Linked DNA regions of Mus musculus: region 1 is linked to region 2. The links are chromatin contacts, called in public promoter capture Hi-C maps. All regions are on one chromosome and are shown on one strand. The core of a region is the stretch at or near the end of the contact, and the rest is flanking DNA. Distances in the headings are between cores, read along the strand shown.

What was found. Promoter capture Hi-C pulls out the DNA fragments that hold promoters and counts their contacts.
Region 1: a promoter capture Hi-C map of liver shows a contact between it and region 2, with 2.3 times the contacts expected there. The contact joins the promoter of Ephx3 here to the enhancer-like site in region 2. A contact is called at or near these places in 2 of 39 promoter capture datasets (liver and pre-B cells).

Annotation. Positions count from the first base shown.
Region 1 is chr17:32,188,081-32,193,238 of GRCm38.p6, forward strand. Ephx3 (epoxide hydrolase 3) reads right to left here and starts at 1,390. Exons shown (of 7, transcript NM_001347341.2): 1 at 955-1,390; 2 at 706-791; 3 at 331-488; 4 at 96-224. The coding sequence starts at 1,368.
Region 2 is chr17:31,606,175-31,611,874 of GRCm38.p6, forward strand. It overlaps Pknox1 (Pbx/knotted 1 homeobox), which reads left to right. Exons shown (of 11, transcript NM_016670.3): 11 at 1-1,519. Among named protein-coding and RNA genes, the nearest start is that of Cbs, 28 kb to the right of the region's middle. Within about 2 kb of position 1,572, at least 4 of the 459 cell types and tissues checked have an H3K27ac peak or open chromatin away from gene starts, as enhancers often do. A contact at or near this core is called in liver, where this site is marked.

The DNA.
Region 1 (5,158 bases), core at 140-2,639, 580 kb after region 2:
ACAATTTACATTACTCCTAAGTGTACTAGCATTTATCTGGATCCCCGTGCCAGGTCACAGGTGAATACACGGGCTTTAGGCATAGTCCAACACACCTTGGATCACTGACATGGGAGGACCATTGGCCACAACCATACGCTCCACTAGGGATGGGTAGTAGATGGAGAACTCCCAGGCAAGGGAGGCCCCCCAGTCGTGGCTCACGAGGATGCACTTGGAGTACCCTGGTGGTGGGAAGAGAGAGACACAATGGTATAAGATACAGTAGGGATGAGGTAGACGTGTAGGAGTAGGTCCCAAAAGGAGCAAAAATGAGAAGATGAGTCATACCCAGGCCTAGGATGGTATCCTTGATGTCATCCAACAACAAGTCAATGGTGTAACAATCCACTTCCTTTGGAGCATCAGAGGGACTATAACCACGCATGTCTACAGCCACGACATGGAAATGGCTCTGAAACTCTCGCAGCTGGTAGCGCCAGCTGAACCTGTTGGGTAAGGGAGTTGGGAGTTTAGTCAGCAGAATGCACCTCCTATACCCAGCTTTGGGCCATCCCACCTTTCTGCTCTGGACTTCTTAGGAAGGAAATAGTGGAATCCCAGGATTACTCAACCCTACCGGTTCCCATTTCCCAAGTACCTCATAGTCAGAACTCTACCTTTCCCTAGTCCAGTGAGCATCAGGATCCAGGGGCCCAGACATACCAGTTCTCTGGGAAGCCATGCAGAAATAGCATGAGTGGCCCATTGCCATGACCAGCAGAGACATAGTGCAGACGCAGGCCGGAACTCTGCAGAAGGACCCAATCTAAGTAAGAGCTGAAGGGTAAGGAAATATGGGAGCTTCCTCCCGAGACTTGAACACCCAAGGATGTTCCAGATCCGACATTTCAACCTCCTTTCTTCAATCCGCATCCGCCCCCTGAAACCTACCTTCACGGGAGGAACACTCACCCTGAGGGTTAGAAAGCAATGCTCGCCCAGCGTGGGGTCTCTCAGGCACTCTGGGGGAGACAACCTCTGGCGGCCGCAGCAGCCCCTGCGAGGACGGCACATCACATGGGTGAGCGCGATGCAGCTGTAGACAAACGCGGCCACCAAGGCAGCCAAGTACACCAGGCTCATCACCAGCGCTCGCAGCAGCTTCAGCGAGAGGCGTGAGGGTGCGAGTAGCGCTGTCACCACAAACTCCGGCATATCCTTGCGCTCTGGGACGACTACAGAGCCGCCGTGGTCGGGAGACTGAGCCAGGGGTGCTGGCGCCAGCAGCCCACCACCTTTGTTTTGGGATTCCACCGTGCTATCGGAGTCCACTGGACCGGTCGAGGAAACAGATGCGCGGCTCGGACAGATACTGCCACCTCTCATGACTCACTCTAAAGTGGCAGCTAAAGTACCTGGGCAGAACGAGACACTTAAGGATGAGGGGGTTGGGGGTGGAGCCTGCGAGGACCTGGTTTCGGAGGTTGCGGAAAGAGGGACCGTGGGCGGAGCCCTAGGACATGCTGGATGGAGTTTAAACAGGAACAGAGAATTAAAATTTCTGTAGCAGGTGGCAGTGTTCAGGACCTAGAAAAGGCTCGGCAGGTAAGAGCACTTGGCAGCACACCTGCCCATCTAACTTTGATCCCAGGGAACCACAAGTGGAAGGAGAGGACTGACTCTCAACTGTTCACACATATACTGCAGCACATGCACCCCTCTATGCTTTAATCTCAGCACTCAAGAGGCCGAGGCAAATGGATCTCTGAGTTCAAGGGCAGATGATTTATATCTAAAGTTCTAGACTAGCCAGAGCTACAACCCCCCCCCCCCAAAAAAAAAAAAAAGCCACTGGCAAAGCTCTAAGGAAGGAGAGTTGAATCCAGGACGAAGGAAGGGAGGAACTCTGAGATGGGTGGAGCTTGGAACTCTGAGATGGGTGGAGCTTTGATCAAAGGAGCGAGGCATATCTAAGGTAGAGGTTAAGGGGTGTGGCTTATGAAGGAGGAAGGGGAATTAGGTGGAGTCTGTATTTGGATGAGAAAGACTGAGGATAGGTTTGTTGGCTTGGGTAGAATCTAGACCCAAGAACGAGTCTGTTCTGGAGCTGGAAAGGGGCAAGAAACTAACGTGAAAGTGAGAGTTTAACAAACCCAGAAGTGGAAGAGCAAATAACGTTACATAGCTGGGAATTGTAGGTAGGTGTGGGCAGTAGGAGTCTCACCGTTTGCCTTCCAAGCTGGAGGGCTTGACCTAGAAGACCCTGCCCTGAATGAGACCCATTGTCCTGGTTCCAACCCTTCTTTGTCCTCTCGTCCCGTTGGCTTAGGGGGTCCATCATCCAGCGGGCACTGGTTTCTAAGGACAGGTGGGGCTTAAGTGCTAAATTGCCAGAGTTGAAGGCCAAGCTCAGATGACAGCCAAGGGCAGACCCTGCCTCCTAGAGAACAGGCTGGATTTGAAACCTGGAGTTGGCCTGGGCATATTGGATTACGGAGGCTCTGGTTGAAAGAGGAAATAGGGCAGTGCCTAGCATGACGGGGCATGGTGTCAAGCAAGAATTGTGTCTCAGTAATGAGTCTGCTTCTCTTGCAACCTTTCCCAAGATCTTAGACTATTTTAGGGACACCCATTATTTAACCCTAGAGTAGCCCTGCATTATCATATCCTCACAGTACAGATTATGAACCTGAAATTTGGGGGTGAGGTCATTTTGCCTGAAGTCATACATCTGGCTTAGCAGCAAAACAACGTAGACATAGCCATCTGTGCTTCATCCAACACCAAGGCTACTGGCAAGCTTTCAGAATCTCTTCTGCTGGTTACTTAGATATCTAGAGGAATATTAGGTATTTAGAGAGATACACTTCCTTTCTTTTTCATCTTTAAAAGTATGTATTTGAAGAACAGTCCTTTCTGTTGTAAAGAGCTCAACTTGATGAAATTCCAGAAGAAATTTCATTTTAAAAACATTTTAGACTTTAGACACATTAAGAGAACAGTCACAGACTCTTTAAATCAGGAACAATGATAACATAATGCCCTGTCATATCTGGACCTAAAGTTACAGCAGCCTGTCATATTTACAGAAGTAGCAATAAAATCAATACTGTGAGTAACTTCATTTAAGTGTCTGTTTTGCTATTTTATCTTGGCCTGGGGTATATTTCAAAATTAATGTGATCATTAAGGTCCATTACATTGTGTCCAGGACAACAGTCATCATTTCAGCAATCATCACTTTATTTTTTTAGGATTTATTTATTTATTATATGTAAGTACACTGTAGCTGTCTTCAGACACTCCAGAAGAGGGCGTCAGATCTCATTACAGATGGTTGTGAGCCACCATGTGGTTGCTGGGATTTGAACTCAGGACCTTTGGAAGAGCAGTCAGTGCTCTTACCCGCTGAGCCATCTTGCTAGCCCCAGTAACCATCACTTTTAAAGGAGCAGAGTGGTATAGAGAGATACACTTCTGTAGCTGCTTCTCTTTCTCCAGTACTAGTGACTGAGCTTAGAGCCTTCCTCATGCAGGATAAGCACTTCAGCAGGGAGCTTCACCTAATTTAGCCTTAAAAAAAATCGGGGCTGGTGAGATGGCTCAGTGGGTAAGAGCACCCGACTGCTCTTCTGAAGGTCCGGAGTTCAAATCCCAGCAACCACATGGTGGCTCACAACCATCTGTAACAAGATCTGACTCCCTCTTCTGGAGTGTCTGAAGACAGCTACAGTGTACTTACATATAATAAATAAATTAAAAAAAATCACTGAGGGCTGGAGAGAAATTAAAAATTAAGAGCACCAACTGTTCTTCCAGAGGTCCTGAGTTTAATTCCCACCAACCACATGATGACTCACAACCATCTGTAATGGGATCTGACACCTTCTTCTGGTGTATCTGAAGACAGCTATAATTGTACTCATATACATAAAATAAGTAAATCCTTGAGTTTACTCAGCTGTTTAAAAAAGTGACACCATGAAATTTGCAGGCAAATTAGTGAAACTAGGAAAAAATAATCCTGAGGTATCCCAGACCTACAAAGATAAAAATGATATGTATTCACTTATATGTGGCTATTAAGTAAATGATAATGGATTCACCTATATGTAGATACTAAATAATTAAATAAATGATAATCTACAATCTGTAGACCCAGAGAGGTTAGGTTAAGAGGACGGGACTAGGAGGACACATGGATCTCCCTGGCAGGGATTTTAGGACAAATTTTACTGGTGGACTGGGTGCAAGTAGGGATGGACACGGGAAGATCAAGTAGGGAGGGGGAGAAGTAGGGTTTCGAGAGGGAACAGGGAGGAGACGGTTGGAATTGAGAGGCATTTGAGGGATGACCCTAGTGCAATGGAAACTCTAAAATATATGAAGGCGATCCGAATGAGGTCTCCTATAATTGGGGATATGGAGTGCCAACTAGCCATCTCTTGTCACCAAATGAGGTGACAGGACTAGATTCCAGTACCAGGACTGAATTGCATTTAATAGTTATTGGCCAAGGAGTTCCCAGGAAAATCCTGAAACCATCTAGGCTGTTGCTAACTAAGCCAATGGGTTGCTCTCCACACACTGACTGCGGTGCCCCATTGCAGAGGATGACACCCACACAATTCACTGAACATTGGAGCTATCACCCCTATGTGAGAATGTCTTAAGGCCCACTTTACAAGAGAGAGAGCATACATACCTAGTACTGCTTGGTTGACCAAGAACCAGAGAGGAGCTAGCCCAGAGACCTATGGTAAAACCACACTACTGATCTAAACACACACTCACACACACACACACACACACACACACACACACACACACACACACACACACACACACACTAACATGACTCTTAATGATACTCTGCTCTGCTCATAGGTCAGTCATCATCAGAGAAACTTCCTCCTGCAGCAGACGGGGACAGATGCAGAGACCCCACAGCTAGCTACTGCACCTGAAGACTCCTTGGACCACTCAGCCTATCAAATCCTTCCCCCTCAGAACTCAGGGGACTGGAGAAAGAGGCAGTGGAAAGAGTGTAAGAGCCCGAGAGATGACAGACACCAGAACAAGGGCGCTCATCAAAACAAAGCAAGGCTCATTCAAGAGACTGAAGCAGCAAATACATAATACCGGTCTGCACCAGGTTCTGCTTTCAGCTTCTCTT
Region 2 (5,700 bases), core at 322-2,821:
CAGTGGTACCTAGGCCACCTGCAGATAGGGAACAGCTGTCTAGGGGTCCCTGCCTTGGGCCCCACGGTTACCCCACGGTTACCTCTTTAGCTAATTCAGGAATAGTTCACCATCACCCCAAATGTCTTGATTCTCTTCAGCCATTGAGCACACCTGAACAGCCAAGTAGTCAGCAAAAAGAATGGGGGCTCCGTTTGAACCACTTAAGGTGCGTCCAAGACAGCAAAATAAAACCCCCAGAACTTGCCAGCAACTCCTTTGAGGAGAGAATACTATTTCAAGCAGTCTTTCCCTTACCTATTTACAAACTGTTTTAACAGTTTAAGTCCGGCATACAAAAGCCTGCACGATCAGCTGGCTCTATTAGGTTTAGAGCAGAAGTACATCTCTCTTGTGAGCCCTGCAGAGCTCTGCCAGTCCCCAAAATGGAAGCACAGCCCCTGCTGCACCAGCTGGTGGCGCTCTAGCTGGGATTCGAACACCATGCTCTACCGTGTCCTTTCCAGTTGAAATCATCTTTCCTAAGCACAGAACTCTAGCCTGCTAAATCAAAGGAATATCATGAAGATCGTAAGAGAACCCCAGGCACGGTGACACACTCCTGTAATCCCAACACTCAGGAACCTGAGACAGGAGGCAAGCCTGGGCTACTTGACCCTGTCTTAAAAAAAAAAAGCTAGTAAAAGAGCTGGCACAGGGTCATATCCTTTCACCTCCCCGTGCACAGAGATGCTTTTAAGTGCTCCCCATGAGGCGAGCCATGCTGGTTCATAGAGTCCCTGCCCAGCAGATTTGGTGTCTGCCAGTTGCACCTTTGAGACACCTGCTTGCTGGGCACAATGGCATATTCCTGTAAACAAGCACTTAGGAGGCTGAAGCAGGAGGATTGCTGCAAGGTCGAGTTGGCCTCTGGTGTGTAGTGAAACCCAGTTTCAAAAAAAAAAAAAAAAAATCGAGCAAAACTCCTGCTCGCCTTTCCTTGGCCAGTGCAGAAAACCTTTGAGCTTTGTTTAAATGGTCAGACTCCCAAACATTGGAGCCTTTTGAATGTGTTCTGAGACCTACAGTCAACTCGTGTCATTCCTGCTGTTTGGCTGTCTAGCAGAAATCTAGACTGGCTGACCCACTCCTCCGGTGGGCTCAGGTTTTCTGCTTTCTTGATTCCAGATTGTCAAATAGAAGTGTATATGCAATATGCACTGTGACCCTTGCGGCTAGGGCTGACGGGCCACTGTGTAGCCTGCTGGGTGGCCAGTGCACCTGTGGGGGCAGCGGGAGACTTGCTCCTCCCCCATGGCTGGCAGGGAAATGCCCATCCCAGAGGCCCCTCCCGCAGGTTGTGACTGGAACACAGCAGGCTGCCTTCTTCAGTTAAGTTCGGTCTTTGAAACTGACAATCTTTAAAATGTGAATACTGTAACAATATGTTTTCTTGGATTGTTGTCTTTAAAAGGATTTTTGTGAAGCAATTGATTTATCAAAGAAAAAAAAAATTAAAACCAGAAACATGCCTTGTGGACGATTGATTCTGTAAAGCTTGTGCCACCAAAGTGGACTTTGTCACTCCTAGGCAAGATCCTCAAGATTGCCACACACCTTGCAGTGACACCAGGGTGGGGAGTTGAGGCTACCCTAGCTGTTTGGCTTCAATTAGTTGACATTTTCTCAAGGAAAAAAAAAACTGCAAAGCAGATTTTTCATCGTAACATTTCATACACTGGATTATTTTGGCCTAACAAGAGAATGATTGATGGGTCCAGACCTGTCACCTTTGCTGGTCCCACACTGTAAAACCCCTTGCAAGGTGCCCCTGGACACGTGCAGGAGGTGTTGCAGGTCCCCAGTTTGTGCTTGGAACCGTGGACCAACAGGCTGTTTTCCTTCAGAAGTGTATCTAAGGGCCAGGGGTGATGCTCTCAGTTGGTATAGCGCTTGCCTGGCATGCACAGAACCCTGGGTTCAGTGGCCAGCACCCCATAATCCGGGCAATTGGGAGTAGAGGGTCAGAAAAGCAGAAGTCCAAGCTCAAAGTCGACTGCTTCCTAAGTCTGAGACAGGACAGACCATGTCTCAAAAGAACATCTGAAATTGACTTTGGGTGGCCAATGGCTGGAAGCATTTGACTTTCAGAAGGTGGAGATATGTGTCCTTGAACTCTGCTGTCCAAGGTGGATAGATAAGACCTTGGGCCACCAGTACCAGGCTCTCAAGGGTTTCCTTTGTGAGAAGGGAAAGTCTGGCTTACAGGTTTCACCAAGCTTGAAAATGATGTCTGTGGCTAACAAGACCCAACACGCCTATTTAGACAGAAACAAGCAGAGCAACGGTGGCCTAGCAGACACCACAGGTAGGTGACATGTTCAGATTAAAGCTTAGGGATTTGCATTTTGTTGATTTATACAGTGCTTAGCCCACAAGCCTTTCTATGAACTCAGAGGAAGCCCTGGTGTCATAGTTATATGTCTTTGTACAGTTAGAACTCTAGTCTTTGCTGTGTCCTATGAGCCCCACCCCCTTTTTCAGACCTAAATGTTGCCAGATATAGTGGCTCATGCTGATAATCCCAGTATCTAGGGTGCTGAGGCAGTGGAATTGCAGTTTCAAAAACAGCCTGGGCACATGGGACTGTGCCCAGTCGGGTATGGGGGTCCCTGGAATGAAGGTCCTTGAAGCTGGATGGGTAAGGATTCAGCGGTGACAAACAGAAACAAACACAGAGGCAGATGGAATCTGAGTGTATTCTGCAGCTCTCAAGCAGGGGATTTTATACATTAAAAAACCAAATGTTACATCTCTTAGAAGCTATAGCCAGTGAGACAATCACAAATACCAACAAAAGCCGGGCGGCGGTAGTGCACACCTTCAATCCCAGCACTTGGGAGGCAGAGACAGGCGGATTTCTGAGTTCGAGGCCAGCCTGATCTACAAAGTGAGTTCCAGGACAGCCAGGGCTACACAGAAAACCCTGTCTCGAAAAAACCAAAACCAAAACAAACAAACAAAAAAACCCAAATACCAACAAAAATCATTTGGCAGGGTAAAGCACAAAAATCATCCAAGCATTACAACTCTAAAACTATGTATTCAGTGAATCACAAACAGAACAGGTAACATCGTTATAAATCATCAAAATAGAACAATTCTAGAAGGATGTATTCAGTGGGGGTTGTCATCCAAGGCTAGTAGCATATTCCAAAAGCAGGTTAATAAATCTCTAACGGTCAGTGCTCTTAACCGCTGAACTAACTCTCCAGCCCCATGGTCAGTTATTATTTAACATCTAGTGCCTGATTTTTTTTTTTTAATAAATCTTCAATGTATAAATTTAAACTATTTTAATTCTTTCTTTTTTGTTGTTTTTGTTTTTCAAGGCAGGGTTTCTCTGTGTAGCCCTGGCTATCCTGGAACTCACTTTGTAAGACCAGGCTGGCCTCGAACTCAGAAATCCGCCTGCCTCTGCCTCCAGAGTGCTGGAATTAAAGGTGTGCGCCACCACACCCGGCTAATTCTTTCTAATCAAGGCTTTCTTTACTATATACCAAAATCCACTTCCAATGACACACATGTAGCCATATGAAATTTTATTGTTGGGAAAGTTTTTATCATAATAGTTTTATAAATGATTTAGAAAGCAAAGTGTTGGTTTCCCTGGGGACAAGGTCATGTTAGTGGCCCCATCTCTAGGGATGGTTTCTTATCCATTATTCTCGCTTAAGATCTTGGCCCAGGCTACCAGGAACATGTAAATAAGAAAAGGGATAAGAGAAAACAAAACAGATAGATTGCCATGAGAACTATGGCTCAATATATTTTTCTAGCAAAGAGTTCCACAACCGGTTCCAGGAGGCCTCCCCCTTTTTCAATCAATCGCCTTAGTCTGTGGAGCTTGTCACACAGATCCTACTGGAGGTGGTGTGGCAAGGTTAGTACATTTGGAGACTTTCCCAGGACTTTGATGGATTAGAACTGTGTTTTCATTTTGGTCCTGTCTACATGCTGGCTTTTATGTATGGCCGGAATGCTACTTCCATCATGAAGTCAGTTGTGCTAAGGTATGGGACTCAGTTATACTCTTCCCTCCCTGTCTTTTCCTGTCTGGCCTCCTGATGTTCTGGAGGTCTGGAGTGACCTGAGCTCAAGGAATCATCTGGTAAGTACTTGATAGGCTGTTTGATAGGCAAGCAGCAGTTTGTGGCATTATCTATACCAGGGTTGCCATTCTGTGTTCCCTTGTCTAAGCCACACTTGGCCATGTAAAAAATGGCAATGGTGACAAGTGAATCCTTTCATCCCTTTATACTTACACAGGTTTTAATTTTTTTAAAGATTTATTTCTTTATTTTATGTATATGAGTACACTGTAGCTGTACAGATGGTTGTAAGCCTTCATGTGGTTGCTGGGAATTAAATTCAGGACCTCTGTTTGCTCTGGCCCTGTTTGCTCCCGCCCAAAGATCTATTTATTTATCTAAATACACGGTAGCTGTCTTCAGACACACCAGAAGAGGACATCAGATCCCATTACAGATGGTTGTGAGCCATCATGTAGTTGCTAGGATTTGAACTCAGGACCTTTAGAAGAAGTCCGTACAGTTAACTTCTGAACCATCTCTCCAACCCCCTTAATCGGCTTTTAAAGATGTATTTGCTTATGTTTTATGTATCTGAGTGCTCTATTTGCCTGCATGACAGAAAAGAATATCAGAAGAGGGCATCAATCCCATTATAAATGGTTGTGAGCCACCATGTGAGAGTTGGGAATTGAACTCGGGTCCTCTGGAAGAGCAGCTAGTGCTCTTTAACTGCTAAGCCATCTCTCCAGTCCCAGTTTTTTTTGTTGTTGTTGTTGTTTTGTTTTTTTCGAGACAGGGTTTCTCTGTGTAGCCCTAGCTATCCTGGAACTCACTTTGTAGACCAGGCTGGCCTCGAACTCAGAAATCTGCCTGCCTCTGCCTCCTGAGTGCTGGGATTAAAGGCCTGCACCACCACAACTGGCCCCAGTTTTTAATAACTTTATGTATATGGGTATCTTGCCTGCCTATATGGTCTGATGCCCATGAAAGCCTCATATCCCCTGGAACTGGTGTTACAGATGGTTGTGAGCCATCACTGGCTGCTGGGAGTGGCCCTCTGGAAGAACACCGTTTCCCTATCCCCTTAAAAGACAGCTCTGATGACAGCAATGGCTTTTAGTTATTTCTTTGCCTTTGGTAGAACTGGGATAGGTACATATGAAATGGAGCTGGCTACCTAGGTCCTGAGACCCAGCTCACCCCGTAAGCCATTAGACCTAGTCACATATGGCTGGGACCTGCATGGAGCCTGGGACTGGTTGGATGCAGCAGCTCACTGCCAAAGTCTGGTGGTGGCAGGTCCTCTGCTTCTGTGGCACGTCCTTCTAATCTCCGACTGGCGTCAACCTTATGGGCTTGGTGCCTGCGTGTGTGTCTCTTGTATATGGAAATACCTGTTTTCCAGCTTACCATCCCATACTCCATCTTTCCTGTTCCTGTCTGCTGCATCCTCCCTGCCAACTCTCAACTAACACTGCTTATCTTCCTCGGAGCATGGGCTTTCATCCCCCACCCACTAATGTGGCAGTCAGAGGGAGACTTTGGGAGTCCGTTCTCTTCTACCATGTGGGTCCCAGGAATGAAACTCAGGTCGCCAGGCTTAGCAGCAAGTCTTTACCTGCTCAGC